2 separate regions of the Mus musculus genome follow, and region 2 is linked to region 1. Evidence: chromatin contacts called from public HiChIP or PLAC-seq data. All regions are on one chromosome and are shown on one strand. Each heading gives the region's core, a stretch centred on a gene start, on an enhancer-like site or on the middle of the called end of the contact. The rest is flanking DNA. Distances are from core to core; before and after follow the strand shown.

The links. HiChIP or PLAC-seq counts read pairs in DNA pulled down with a chosen protein or histone mark.
Region 2: an H3K27ac HiChIP or PLAC-seq map of the NIH/3T3 cell line shows a contact between it and region 1, with 3 times the contacts expected there. The contact joins the promoter of Cpt2 here to the promoter of Gpx7 in region 1. A contact is called at or near these places in 2 of 39 promoter capture datasets (the 3T3-L1 cell line and hippocampal neurons), 1 of 484 Hi-C or Micro-C datasets (embryonic stem cells) and 1 of 115 datasets of contacts at active chromatin or transcription factors (the NIH/3T3 cell line).

What each region holds. Positions count from the first base shown.
Region 1 is chr4:108,403,060-108,409,848 of GRCm38.p6, forward strand. It overlaps Gpx7 (glutathione peroxidase 7), which reads right to left and starts at 3,654. Exons shown (of 3, transcript NM_024198.3): 1 at 3,484-3,654; 2 at 142-403. The coding sequence starts at 3,618. It overlaps Gm32297 (a long non-coding RNA gene), which reads left to right. Exons shown (of 6, transcript XR_003955247.1): 4 at 1-72; 5 at 2,516-2,727; 6 at 3,057-3,488.
Region 2 is chr4:107,919,149-107,925,937 of GRCm38.p6, forward strand. Cpt2 (carnitine palmitoyltransferase 2) reads right to left here and starts at 4,441. Exons shown (of 5, transcript NM_009949.2): 1 at 4,167-4,441. The coding sequence starts at 4,318.

The sequences.
Region 1 (6,789 bases), core at 2,404-4,903:
AGATCTCGGGAAAGTGCTAGGGTGAGAAAGTATGGCTTCCTTCGCTTTCCTCCGAGGATCAGGAAGAGAAAGGTAACCCACCCAGCTACCAGCTTCTGCTGCCAAGGAGGGAAGGTGAGGGGGAGAAGGGACAAGACTCACGGGTTAGGTACTTGAAGGCAGGGTGGGCACCAGTGCCAGTGACTGCGATCTTGCTAAACATGGGAAAAGAGACACTGTAGGTGCGGCGGGCAAAGTTCTCAATCTCCCTGTTGGTGTCTGGTTCCTGTTGGCCAAACTGGTTGCAAGGGAAGGCAAGCACATTAAAATGATGGGGGCCCAGGTCCCGCTGCAGCTGCTGCAAGGCTCGGTAGTTCTGGTCTGTGAAGCCACATTCGCTAGCTACGTTCACCACCAGGGAAACCTGCATGGCAAAATCGAACAAAGAAAAAGAAAGCTCAGAGCCACATACAATCCAGCAAAAAGGCATGCTTTTGTATCTGTTCTGGTGTGTTCACATAGGTGACTCCTTCACACAGGCAAGAATACCATGTATATATAGATGTAAATAAGTGTGTAATGTTCATATAAACACACCCACACATAAAAGCAGGCACATAGGGGTCTAGACACATGTACACACATACATGAATATCTGTGACTGTATGCACACAATTCACCTAAATTAATATGCACATGCTCTATGATCCAAACCTGCACTAGCTAGTAGTACACATATCCACAAATACACATAGCACATTCACAGAGAGGCATGCGCACAGGGAGTACAGGTCAGTAGGTGATCTTTTGGAGGAGACAGGTACGCTTGGGTTCAGTTTGTTCGGATCAGCTGGATAATTCAGATTTTCCAGATGAGTTCCTTCCTAGAAGTTTCTAAAGACAAAGGAAGCAGAGCTGTGTGTCCCTCTGTACCCTTCCCTGGAAGAAGCTGCCAGCACATGGATACACAGATAGAATGACTACCCCCTAGGACAATCCCTTTTGATTTGCTCCCTTCCAGCAAACAAATGCTTAGAGTTTGATAGCTGAGCCCTAATTTTTGTAAAGGTTTTAGGCAATAAATTCAAAGCCAGCCGATGGAACTGAGTTATAATGTACTTAGAATGTTGGCAGGAAGGCCACATTTCCAGCTTCTACTCTGTATTATTAAAAGATTAAAAATCCTTTGCCTGTGTGCCCTAGCCCTATCTCCATGGCTGCTTTTGAGACAAGTTGGGGATAATATCATCTGGCTACCCAAACTAGATCATTTCCCGGGGTCAGTCTGGCACGCTGGACACAAATTGCTCAAGCTAGTCTCAGATTCAGCGCTACTAAAATTATGGGTCTTCACCTTGGGGAGCTGCCCTGTTTATTGTAGAGTTCTGGCGTCCTCCTAGCCTGAACTGACTAGATGCCTAGGCTTGATGACCAAGAGTAGTTCCCCATGGCGGTCTGTGGCACATACCTGTAATCCTAGCTCTAAGGAGCTGAGGCAGCAGAATTTCAAAGTGGAGGCCAGCCTAGACAGTAAGACTGTCTCTTAAAAAGAAAAGAAAAAAGAAGCAAAGCAAGGAAAAAATGTTGCATGCCTTTGATTCCTGCATGTAGCAGGCAGAGACAGAGTCAAGTGAATCTCTATGAGTTCAAGACCAGCCTGGCCAACTTGAGCTCATTACCTCACATAGCCGTAGCTGGCCTGCGACTTGCTATGTTGACCAGATTGGCTTTGAACTCACAAATATCTGCTTGCTTCTGCCACCCAAGTGCTAGGATTAATTGTGTGTAGGCTAATTCTATATCCTATACCTTTTAGTATTTTTAAAGCTTTTTTGTTTTGTTTATTTATTTATTTATTTTTGAGACAGGTTTTCTGTGTGTAAGAGCCCTGAGTGTTCTGGAAGATTCTGTAGATCAGACTGGCCTGTAATTCAGAGATCTCCCTGCTTCTGCTTCCCAAGTGCCGGGATTAAAGGCATGCACCACACACCCGGCCTTTTTTTAAAGCTCTCATTGCTATTGGGATTGGCTGGTTCAGTTTTCAGTGCCTTATTTATTGTCTCTTCTCCCTATAAACTTGATTAAAACATGAACGTGTTTTAATCACCATCTGTCTACCTTCATTACAGGCCTTCCCTGACTAGTAAATGGCCTTGCTCTTTGCTGCCGTTTGTCTGGAGTCTTGGATGCTGTCATTGACAAGACCTGTCATCCATACAGAGCGCCTAAAGCTTACCTAATGTTTCTACACTGTTTTCTCTCTTGAAACTTACAGCACACTGGTCAGGGCAAGGACTCTCAGTGTAATCGAGAACAACAAGGCTATTGAGAATAGTTTTGCCCCTAAAGATACTCTTGCTTGCAAGAAAAGCCTACTGAACCATCCAACTCTGGATGATGGGGTCACAAGTCAGTTAGTGTTCAATAGCAGTCTTCACACCAGGATCTCCAACTCCAACTCAAGAGACAAAAGGTTCTTTGAAGGATTTTTAAAAATTAATTAATTACCTTTTTTTTTTTTTTTTTTTTTTTAAAGATAGGGTCTCACCATGTAGCCCTGGCTTTCTGGATCGCCCAATGTAGATAGACACTAAATTGGTCTTGAACTCACAGACTCTCTTCCTTCAGCATGCTGGGATTAAAGGTGTGTGCTACCATGCTCCTCTCTTGAGAAGATTCTTCATCGCACCAGAGTCTCTGAACTTTACAGTTCAAAGTCTCCCTGGCAGTCAGCCTCATCTAACACCGGTTAGTCTAGCAGTTTGTATCTCTCAAGTACCCGCTGCTGAAATCCCTGGTCCACCCTGACCTTTCTTGTTGTTTTGCTTCTGTGTCTGGACTTGGCCAGCTCTCTCTGTCTGGATTGATCTGTCTTGCTCAAGTTTTATTTAAAAGACCCAATCCTGACACACTTCCTTCTTACTGTGATTCGCCTAGTGAGTAGGGCAGGCCCATTAGCAACTCCATCACAACTGCCCTCTAAGGGGTGGGTCTTAGGAGGATCAAGGATGGGAAGGGTGTATAGGGGGTTCTCTTACAACTTGGATTGCTTTCCACTGTTGTATCTTTGCTCTCAGGGCCTGAGGGTGGATTCTAAGAATCATGAAAAGGTCCATTTTTGATGGTCACTCCCTCCACTGCACATTTGTCTCTCTGCGTTCTCATTGGACCCACTGTTACAGGAGCAGAAGCTGGACTGGACCGGCAAAGGGCCATAAAGGCTAGGGTTTCTTTTCCACTTGGGAGAGGCAAAGCGGAGAGCGGAGGGCATTCACCTTCCGGGTGAGATCCTGAGCCTCGCAGAGCGCAGTCAGCGCGGGTGGCTCCTAAGCTGTGCCACGTAGCCGCAGGCCTGAGTGGGCAAGGGTTTGGGAGCGCCGGTTGCACCGATCTCGCGGCTGGGATGAGCAGGGTGGTGTCCGAGCTGTGGCACACCCGAGAGTAGCATCCCCACGGAGCCCCTCCCTCCCCTCCGCGCCAGGCCCGCAAGGAATCGTCACTCACCGAGCCACGGTACTTCTCCAGCGACACCAGCTTGCCCCGGATGTTGACCGCCTTGAAGTCGTAGAAGTCCTGCTCGGATTGCGCGCAGGCCGCGGCCCACAGGAGCAGCCACGCCGTCGCCACAGCTGCAACCATGGTTCACTCCCGAGGTGGCGACTTGGCGAGGGCAAAGACAAGGCGGAGGGGACCCCGCCGTGTGGGGCGGGAGGAGGCGGCCCGCTGGGCAGGACGCGCCCCCTTCTCAGTCGTCTCTGCAGGCGCAGAGTCCCGGCTCTGGACCTCAGTTTCCCTAGCTGCTCTGCGCTGGTTAGCTTCAGATCGCAGGATCCTGTTTTCTTGAGGCTGAGACCAAAATTCGCTCAAACTCAAGCTCAGGGCGCAGAGACTTAATAGGGAGATAGCGGAGAAAAATCTGTGAGGATTAGCTTCTAGTGCCTGGCCTTAGGCGGATCGCTCCACCACTCTGAGCCCCAGTTTCTTTACGGGAATATTACCTAGTGTAGAATTGGGAGTACTGGACTGTAACGGGAAAGTGCTGGAAAACAATTTGATAGCTGAACGATGCGTACAAACTTTAGGTTAATGGATGTAGTGTTTCCCCAAAGTCAGACAAGTGTGGGAGACAAGTCTGCTGCGGTTTGGATTCCAGCAGTGCATGGGGGTTAGGAGAGCTTGCCTATCTAGTCAGTCACTGGATTATTGCCTCCTTACTGGAGGTGCAGCAGGAGCCAAGAAGGCCCGGTATCTCCAGCAGCTGACAGTTAAAAGCTCTTTGTGGACACAAACGTGGGTAGCAGCTGCAATCTCAAGTTAGTGACAAGAGATCTCAATAGCAAGCTACAGCGTTTCCCAGGCGCAGAAAAACGTCTATGACACCCATAAAGGGCCAAGCATCCGGTGGCGACTTAGTATGAGTTAACACACATTTGGAGTACCTGTTCTATGCCAAGTTCAGCTCTAGCCCCCCACCCCCCACCCCCCACCCCCCACCCCCACCCCCCGTGCAGTGAGGGAAAACATGTGGGCTTCCTATTCAGAGGGAGATAGGACACTAAAAATTTTACAGTTAACTCCAAAACTACAGTTGTGGCCGGTACAGTACCACCTAATAAAGTCGAGGTTGTGTGTGGGCAAACGAAAGGAGGTTTGAACTGAACTCTTGACAAATGAATAGAAATTATTCAGGTAAAAGCAGAAAGTTGTACAAGGCCTCCTGGGAGAGTGAAACATGATACAATGGGCAACAAAGACTAGTTTGGCTGACATGAAAGTACGCTTGGGGGTGGGGGAGGGGAGGTAGTCGTGAGGCCACACAGCCTCCGAGGGCCACAATAAAGTTTACAGGCTTGCCCTACATGATAGCCAATGTCTTTAATCCCAGCATTTGGAGGACAGAGGCGGGCAGATCTCTGAGTTAGTGGGCAACCTGGTCTATATAGTACCAGGCCAGCTGTGTGTGACTTAATAGGGAGACATCGTATTAAAAAAAATTACAAGCCTTAAACTAAGAAATAAAGTTTTGGGTTTTTTTTGTTGTTGTTGTTGTTTGTTACTATTAGCTAAAGCATCTTAGTGAGGCCCACATATAGCAGATAGATCCCTCTGGCTTTTTTGTGGTACTCAGACAGGAAAAGGCAGGAGCAGATGCTGGAAAGAAGAGACCGAGGAGCTTTAAGGTCCGGTGATGATCACAGCAGAGAACATAGTGGGAGAGGAATGGGAGTTAAAGTTGGGCAGGTTTAGTGAAGGCTTGGGGGGGGGGCGGGGGGGGGGAGCAGTGAGGGGAGGGGTTGGCTGCTTGGATTAAGAAGGGGTGAGGCAGATGAGCCTGGGGGAGTCTTCAGGGCCAGCTGGGGAAAGGCTATGAGTGCCACATCACAAGGCTAGCAGAGTTGTTTGTACACAAGGTGACATGGTATGATCTGAACTCCCAGCCCTCAGATTTCAGAGTATGCTATCTTTCTCCACCACCAACATGGCTTCTCTCTGCAGGAGCAGACTACTTGGCCAGTAGAGGTGGGGTACAGGACAAAGGTGCTCCAGGCAAGGTGAAGGCCTAAGCAAGCTTCCCTACCCTTCTGCCTCCTTATCTTTTGGGCGTCGTGAGGCTTAAGATGGTCTTGTTAGCGTAAGCAGTGAAGCTGACAGTAATGTATAGTTGTCCATTTCCACAGCTGCCTTGCCCTCCAAGGAAAGCCCATGTCTGGATCCTCCCTGTGACCTTTCTTCGTACACAAGATACTCAGTAAATGTTTATTTTTTTGTAAAGTTCCTGGTGACTTCTGCTCTGTGTTCACGCTAGAATTGATATGTGAGGCTGATGACGTTAGCCAACAGAATATAATCCTTAACTTTATTTTCAGCCTGCTACATAGTTCTGGTGTTTTTAAGGAAGCATAGTTATTTCTGGGTGGCACAGTTAACAACTGGAAGACTCAAAGACAGAGGCAAATCGCACTAAATCTCAGAGGAGCACTTGAAAGGGTTGGAGGCTTGCTGTGGGATCCCTAGCTCTCTTCTTTCCTACAATAAAGTTCAAAGACGTTATTCATGGCCATTTAAGATGCTCAATTTGTTCATCAGACTCTTGAGTATCTAATGCAGAACTATTTTAAGAGCTTTTAATATAGTGAAAAAATAAAATAAAAATATTGAATTTACATTCCTGTAGGAGGAGAAAAGACTAAAAACTAAGACATATAATAGAAACCCTGTAGCACTTTACAGAATGAGAACAGGGCAGGAAGGAAGAGGTGTCACCATCTTGCATGTTGCCTTGTCCCCGGTGGCTCAAGGTGGCAAGGGACTGAAGAAAGGACAGACACACAAACACACACAATGAACTTGTTTGTTTATTTATTTATTTATTTATTTATTATATGTAAGTACACTGTAGCTGTCTTCAGACATTCAGAAGAGGGAGTCAGATCTCATTACGGATGGTTGTGAGCCACCATGTGGTTGCTGAGATTTGAACTCCTGACCTTCGGAGGAGCAGTTGGCTGCTCTTACCCACTGAGTCATCTCACCAACCCGGTAGTGGGGTTTTAACACTACTGTTATCACTGCAACCTGCAACCACACTCTGCCTGTTAGGTACAGCACAGGGGAAGGGTTAATCAGTTTCTGAGGCCTCTGCAGGTGAATAGTCTCAGGCTGTCAATATCCTGGAGGAGGAAGCTACATCTTTGACACACACTGGTCAATCGGTCATAAACACTCATACTCAAGTCTTCTGAAGAAAACTGCCATCCCTCTTGAGCCTGACCCATAAGTAACGGCTTTGCCAATTTCCCATGGGCCAAT
Region 2 (6,789 bases), core at 3,191-5,690, 480 kb before region 1:
TGGGAACTTAGTGAGCTGGGTGGAGAGATTTCGGAGCTGACTCAGAGAGTCTCCACGAGATTAGAACAGGTCGGCCAGCCTGTGGGAGCCTACCGGTGATAGCATGGATTTGCCCTTTTATTATTTCATGCTACAGAGCTGTCTAAGTTGGGGCAGTCTGCAGCCATGCCTATGAGGAATTTTCATAGGCTAATGAGGTGGGAAGACCCACCCTGAATGTTGGCTTCCAGCCTCCTGGCCAGATCTTTGTCAACCCAGTGAAAAACCAGTAAGCCAGGACTAAGAATTTCTAGGAAATAGCAAACAATGTTCATTGTCTTTGGTCACCAAGAGATGGGTGTAAGCCATGCTTTATGTGCTGGCTGCCTCTCTGCAACCATGAAGAGAAAGCCGGCTTGAGAATGAAATCACATAAGTGAAGCGCTCAACAGGAAGGCAAGACAGCACCGGCGTGGGTTCAGGAAACCTGTGTGAGCTCATAGATGCCGTTACTTGAGCCAGTTTAACTGGACTTTCTGCAACAGGTACAAAGACTCTTATAATAACAATCTTCTTTTAATAGTGTTCCCCAACCATCCTCTCAGTAACAAGATCAAGACAGGAGAGCTCTGGTGATTCATCAGGCCTCAAAAGAGGTAGAGCCAGGGTCTGGAGAGAGAGATGCTCACAGCAACTTTGTCTTAACCTCTCGTGTTTTCCTGTCCCACCCCATCCCTACCTAACAGACATTTGCCCTAATAAAAATGAAGGGGGCCGGGCGTGGTGGCACATGCCTTTCATCCCAGCACTTGGGAGGCAGAGGCAGGTAGATCTCTGAGTTCAAGGCTAGCCTGGTCTACAAAGTGAGTTCCAGGACAGCCAGGGCTACACAGAGAAACCCTGTCTTGAAAAAACAAACAAACAAACAAACAAACAAACAAACAAAAAAGATGAAGGGGAAATGTTGGGCAGATTCATCTCCTGTGTAAGCTACTGAGTCACCTGCTCCCATACCCGGTCTGCACCCCCAAAGCAGGGACTCTGGCATTCTTCCTGCAAGAACACAGATAAAATGCCTTCTCTGTCTATAGGATCTAATTATAATTGGGGTAGTGTTCACAAGAGTCATTTAGGAATAAAGTTATTCTGGAAAACAAGAAGTCTGGCCTAGAAGACATGCCTTTGGAGCTCAGAAATTAGTTTCTACCCTAGTGCCAGCCCCCTCCTCTGAAAACAAACAAACAAACAACAAACCAATCCACACTACTACTCTATGTTCTCCATGGAACAGAGGGACTTTCCTGGTCCCTCATCCTGAAGTGAGAGTTAGATACTTTGTGTGTCAGCAATTCTGGGCTCGTAAAATATATTCTCTCTGACACTCATCGATGTCACACTTGGCAAGGAGCCCTGACCTTGAGGTCAGATGAACTTGGTTTCTGATTTATTTATTCCTAATAACTACCACTCTTGTCTCCCACATGGGTTCCCTACAGAAGGTGCCCATTGGTTTGAACACCAGCTATCACTGTAGGTGGTTAAATGAGAAGCAGCAGATAACTGGCATTTATTATCATGGTTCCACTGTAGATCTAATACAACTCCCCAGAAGGTCTCTCCCCACTAACCATTCCAGCCACAAACCAGCAAGGCCTAAATGGTGTAGCTCTGTGCTAATGTCTACCTCTCGACCTCTCTATGTACAACACTGTTTCAGCACCTTCTCCTGATGTGCAGCTCTGTTCTTCCTCCCACTTGGTAAACGTCAAATTCTAGATCAGTGTCACCTCCTCTATGGGGCTTCCCTCACCCACCGTAACATTAAGTCACTGACAGAGCACATCAGTTGCCATCTTGTTCCAGTTACCATGCTTATGAATGCCTACTGAGTATTCTGTGCCAAACCTGCACAAGGGCTTTGTATGGCGTGTTTAATTCTAATTCCTCCCTGGAACTGGAGTTACAGGCAATTGGGAGCCACTGGATGTGGTACTAGGAGCAGAACTCAAGTCCTCTGCAAGAGCAGCGATCACTCTTAACCACTGAGCCATTTCTCTATACCCCTGATATGCATCTCTCAGTATCTACAAGAACAAAACCCACAGCACCTGAAAAAGTTTAAGCAGATGATAATTCCAGGGCTCCTTCTAGACAGAGTCCAAGGCCACTGAGGCTAAAATGAAGCAGTGATAAGGAGGAACAGAGGGTGTGGCAATGGTTTCCTTATCCCAAGGGCCTCCTAATAGTCAGTCCAAAGAGCTGTGTTGCCATTCACCTCATTGAGGACTGTGGCTCTTTAACTGCAAAACTGCAGCCCTAATGGCAAATACACATCAGAAACGAAGTTCTGCCTGACCTCAAGGTTAGGGCTCCTTGCCAAGTGTGACATCGAGAGAGAGTATATTTTACTAGCTCGGAATTGCTGACACAGAAAGTCTCTCATCTAACTCCCACTTCACGATGAAGCACCAGGAACGTCGGCTGCTCCATGAGAGCATACAGTAGTAGGGTGGATTGGTTTGTTTTTTGTTTGTTGGTTTTGTTTTTGGAGGAAAGGGGCTCGTTGGCTTTTTTCCCAAGACAGGTTCTAAAATGTAGCTCTGGCTATCCTGGAACTCACAATATAGATGAGGCAGGCCTTGAACTCACAGCCAGCCTCCACCTTCTGAATGCTAAGATTAAAGGTATGCACTACTACCCTTGACTAGTGATAGTATTTATAATTCCAGGAACCTGCCACTACACCTGACAAGCAATATTATTTATACTTCCAGGATCTTACAGACGTTTGTGCTGTGGACAAGACTAAACTATGTTGAATATTCTTACAGTTTTCCAATTCTAAACTACCGACAGTCCACCTGATCTTAAACCTGGGTAAGGCACAGGCCTGCCTGAAAGTCAGTGCCCATCTGACTCAGCAAATGAAAACTCTCTTTCCCAAGCCCTCACCTTTCCCCTACATATTAATGCAGCTCACACAGGCTGTCTGGAGAAGCCAGGTCACACCCTCATCCTGCAATAGCAAAGTCCCTTTCTCTTTCCCCCTCCGTCCTGCTGAATTCAGATAACCTCACTGTAGCTGGTCTCACACATAAGCACACTGGGTTCTTGCTGAGAAGGCACGGTGGGCAGATGACACTGGGTTAAATAACTGCTGGACACGGAGGAAAACAAACCCCACAGCAGGGAACAATACCATGGTACAATGTGTGTCTTTTCCCGGATGGAGCAGGAAGGATCACTGGCAGCTGGGCCAGGACAGTGAGGGGGATTTGAAACAGGTTTGGAGCTTGGTTTGGGAAATAAACAATGAATGCAAAGACAATTTAGGTTTGGCTTAGAGTGAAGGTAATTTCTATTCTGGCAACCTAGAACAAAGCTGAGAGATCAACGAGAAAACTAGACTCCAGATTTAAGGAAGTACTGGGTATTGGGGACAGGGGGTGACGGACATGGAGGAACACTTATTAGGGCTGTTTGAATAGGTCAGGTAGTGTGGGTGAGGTGTTGGGGACCACCCGAAAGAGTGCTGAGGAAGGTTTGGTGGGTATGAAAAAGTTCTAGGTTAAGGCTGACCTTAGAAGATGGAGCAGAAGATGGAGAATGCTAAAATGAGGATAAAGATGTGCTTGCAGCAACGATGGGACACTACCAGAACAGGTACTGGAAGAGGAGTGGGCTGGGTGTTCTCAGCAACAGGTAAAGGTGAATAGGGGACACTGACCCGAGGGAGACCCATGTTAGGAACTGGCTATCCTCCCTCAATGGGGGTGCCCTATATCTTTAATCTCAGCACTCTACAGGCAGAAGCAAGAGGATCTCTAATAGGCCATCCTGGTCTACAGAGCTAGTTCTAGGGCACACAAACCCTCAAAACAAAACAAGGAATTGACCACCCTAGTAGAAAGGATTCGGGTGATTTTCAGGCATTAAGTGTGTAGGGCTCAGGATAGCTGTCTGAAAGATTAATGGAGCGGGCAGGAGTTTGTAGGATTCAAGATGAACTTGTAGACGGGAGGGTTGCGGAGGAGACTTTAAAGTTTCTGAATCTTCTGAGCCAGGGAATTTTCAAAGTCTCAGGCTTTCCAAGCTGGGGAATGTGACTGCCTCCAGGGCCGGAGGTTCAGGGCAAGTCCTAAGCACCAGGAGTCGGGTCTGGGCCGGGGCCAGGAGGCTGGGCTCACCTGGGCAGGCTGTCCTGGTAGTGCATGGTGGGTACGATGCTGTGCTGCAGATACTCGGCGGGCCCCGAGACAGCACTTAAGGGCCGACTAGGGGCTCCCAGGACAAGCGAGGGGCACCGGGGCCAGTCACGCAACAGCAGGCGCGGCATCATCGTCCCGGGCGGCAATGGCGGCTTGAGGACGCGGTGGCTGAGGGAGTTCCCGAGCAAGCAGGCCGCTGCCCTCAGGCCCGGGACACCCGTAGAGACTTAACGTCCAGTTCAACTCCGCCCACAGGGGCACTTCCGGGCACCGATAGGCGGTGGCCCCGCCCACACTTGGCCTCTCCCAGAGCCCGCCCACATCGTGGCCACGCCCAAGAGGCGGCCACGCCCACCTGGGCCGGAAGCGGTCTCTAAACTATAGTAAGCCCAGCTTCTTGCCCGAAGGTGGCAGGCATGTAACTCTGAAGCTAACCTCTTTTCCTTTCACAGAACTGGATAGAAATCAAAAGTAGAGAAAAAAGAAACGCTGAAACTTGGCATTTGGCAGACCTATCCTTGTCAAGGCTTGGTCTCTAGAGACCAAGAACATTTCAAACCTTTGTCTTCTAAGTAGAGAACAAGATCAACAAACGCCTCCACAGTTCTAGATTTACTGAACAATAGTCATACTTATTTCACCAATATAATTTGTTAGGCAGAATACTTTACTCATACTAGGTCCGTGTAGCATTCCCCAAGCCTGAAGTCTTTGAAGTGTGTGGCTTCGCGGGGCGGGGGGGGGTGGGGGTGGGGTGGGGTGGGGGGGGGATAGGGAACTTTCGGGATAGCATTTGAAATGTAAAGAAAATATCTAATAAAAATATTATTAAAAATGTATAACTGGAAATTGGGGGTGCATGCCTGTAATCTGAAGGAGAGGCAGAGGCAGAGTGTCAAGAATTCTAGCCTATATTCAGCTACATAGCGAGTTGGAAGCCATCCTGGGCTACACGGGACTGTGTCTTAATCAAAACAAGAGGAAGGAAGGAAAAAGAATGTACAGGAACCAGAAATGAGCATCCTTTTTCAGATTGAATATTTCAAAGGAAAAAAACAAAACAGGTTCCCTACCAAGAGGAAACCCTTGTCCTCTAGTTCTGGGTGTCTTTTAGCCTCAGTCCACCGTAGGAGGCTACCTGTCAGCACACATGGGTCCTGAAGTCCCAAACTTTTCAGGAATTCAAAGATTCTTGAACGTGAACATCCCCATCCATCGCTAAACCACCACAGGCAAGCAACATATACCATACCCCTCTGGTCTCTGCCTCATCTGTAGCTAAAGAAGTAATAGGTTCTGCTACCACTTATTTTACATAGTGAATTATTCTCACTTGAAGCACAACAGAATTCCATTCTGGAAACACAACCTTCCTTTAGCTCCAGCTGTCTGTCAGGACCCTGTAGATCTGAAGCAGCCAAGTACATTTTGTCTGTTCCATAAGTAGGTAGGCAGAGCCATGAGCTGGAACACATCCCAAAGGGCACTGGATTTGGAGTTCAGGGGACCTGAGTTTGTTTCTCGGGCTCTGTCCTTATTTAGATGACCAGCAGTTAAACAGGAAACTCACTTACCAGCTCCATACTGAAGAACTTTTCTTCATTGACTGAAGAGCTAAGCACAGAATTCAAAGCTAGTGGGAACCAGGGATGTAACTCAGTGGGCAGGGTGTTTGCCTAGCATGCATGAAACCCTAGGTTTGATCCCTAGTATCACATAAACCAACCAAATATGGTGGTGCATGCCTGTAATCCCAGCACTGGGAAGGTGGAGGCCTGAGAATTGATTCGATGTTGACGGGTGGGATGGCTCAGGGAGTAAGGTCCTTGGCACTGATGATGATCTGAGTTAAGTCCCTGAGACACAATGGTGGAAAAGGAGAACAGACTTGTGAAGGATGTCCTCTGACCTCCACACACAACATAATAAAATGGCAATTTTAAAACAAAATTTTAAAAATACCAAACTTCTAATTTTCCTCCCTTGAGAACAGACCTATCTGGCCCAAATTCAAAGTATCAGAATCTCTTGTCTGTACTGTAGAGTGTCATAGGAAGAATATAAAATCCTTTCTGAAAAAGTTCATTTGTCAGGCCAGGAATGCTGGCCTTTAATCCCAGCCCTTGGGAAGCAGAGGGAAACGATTCTGTGTGAGTTCGAGGCCAGCCTGGTCTACAGAGTGAGTTCCAGGATATCCAGGGCTACACAGAGAAACTGTCTCAAAAACAAAAGATCAGTTGTCTCCAAATCCTAGTAGTTTTCAAAACCTTGAAACCTGTGGGGATACTGTCGTCCCTTGAGTGGCGCACCACAAAAGTGACTGAGCCACAAAAGCCATCAAAGTGAACGTTCTTAGAAACAAGAGACTTTAACTAGAGAGGAGGAGAAAGAGTTCACACTTCAACGAAAAGATCCAGCTGGTAAAGGGAGACCGAACCCAGCATAAGTAAACAGCCAAGTAGTCAAAGAAATGAGAAAGTGGTACCTAGAATCGGCTGGGCTTGAGTCCTGAGTTGCCAAGTTCCACCAGGCTTTACCTAGAACAAACACTGCATGACAGTATGGTTGTTAAAGGAGAACCCTAAGTGCAGGGGGAACTTAA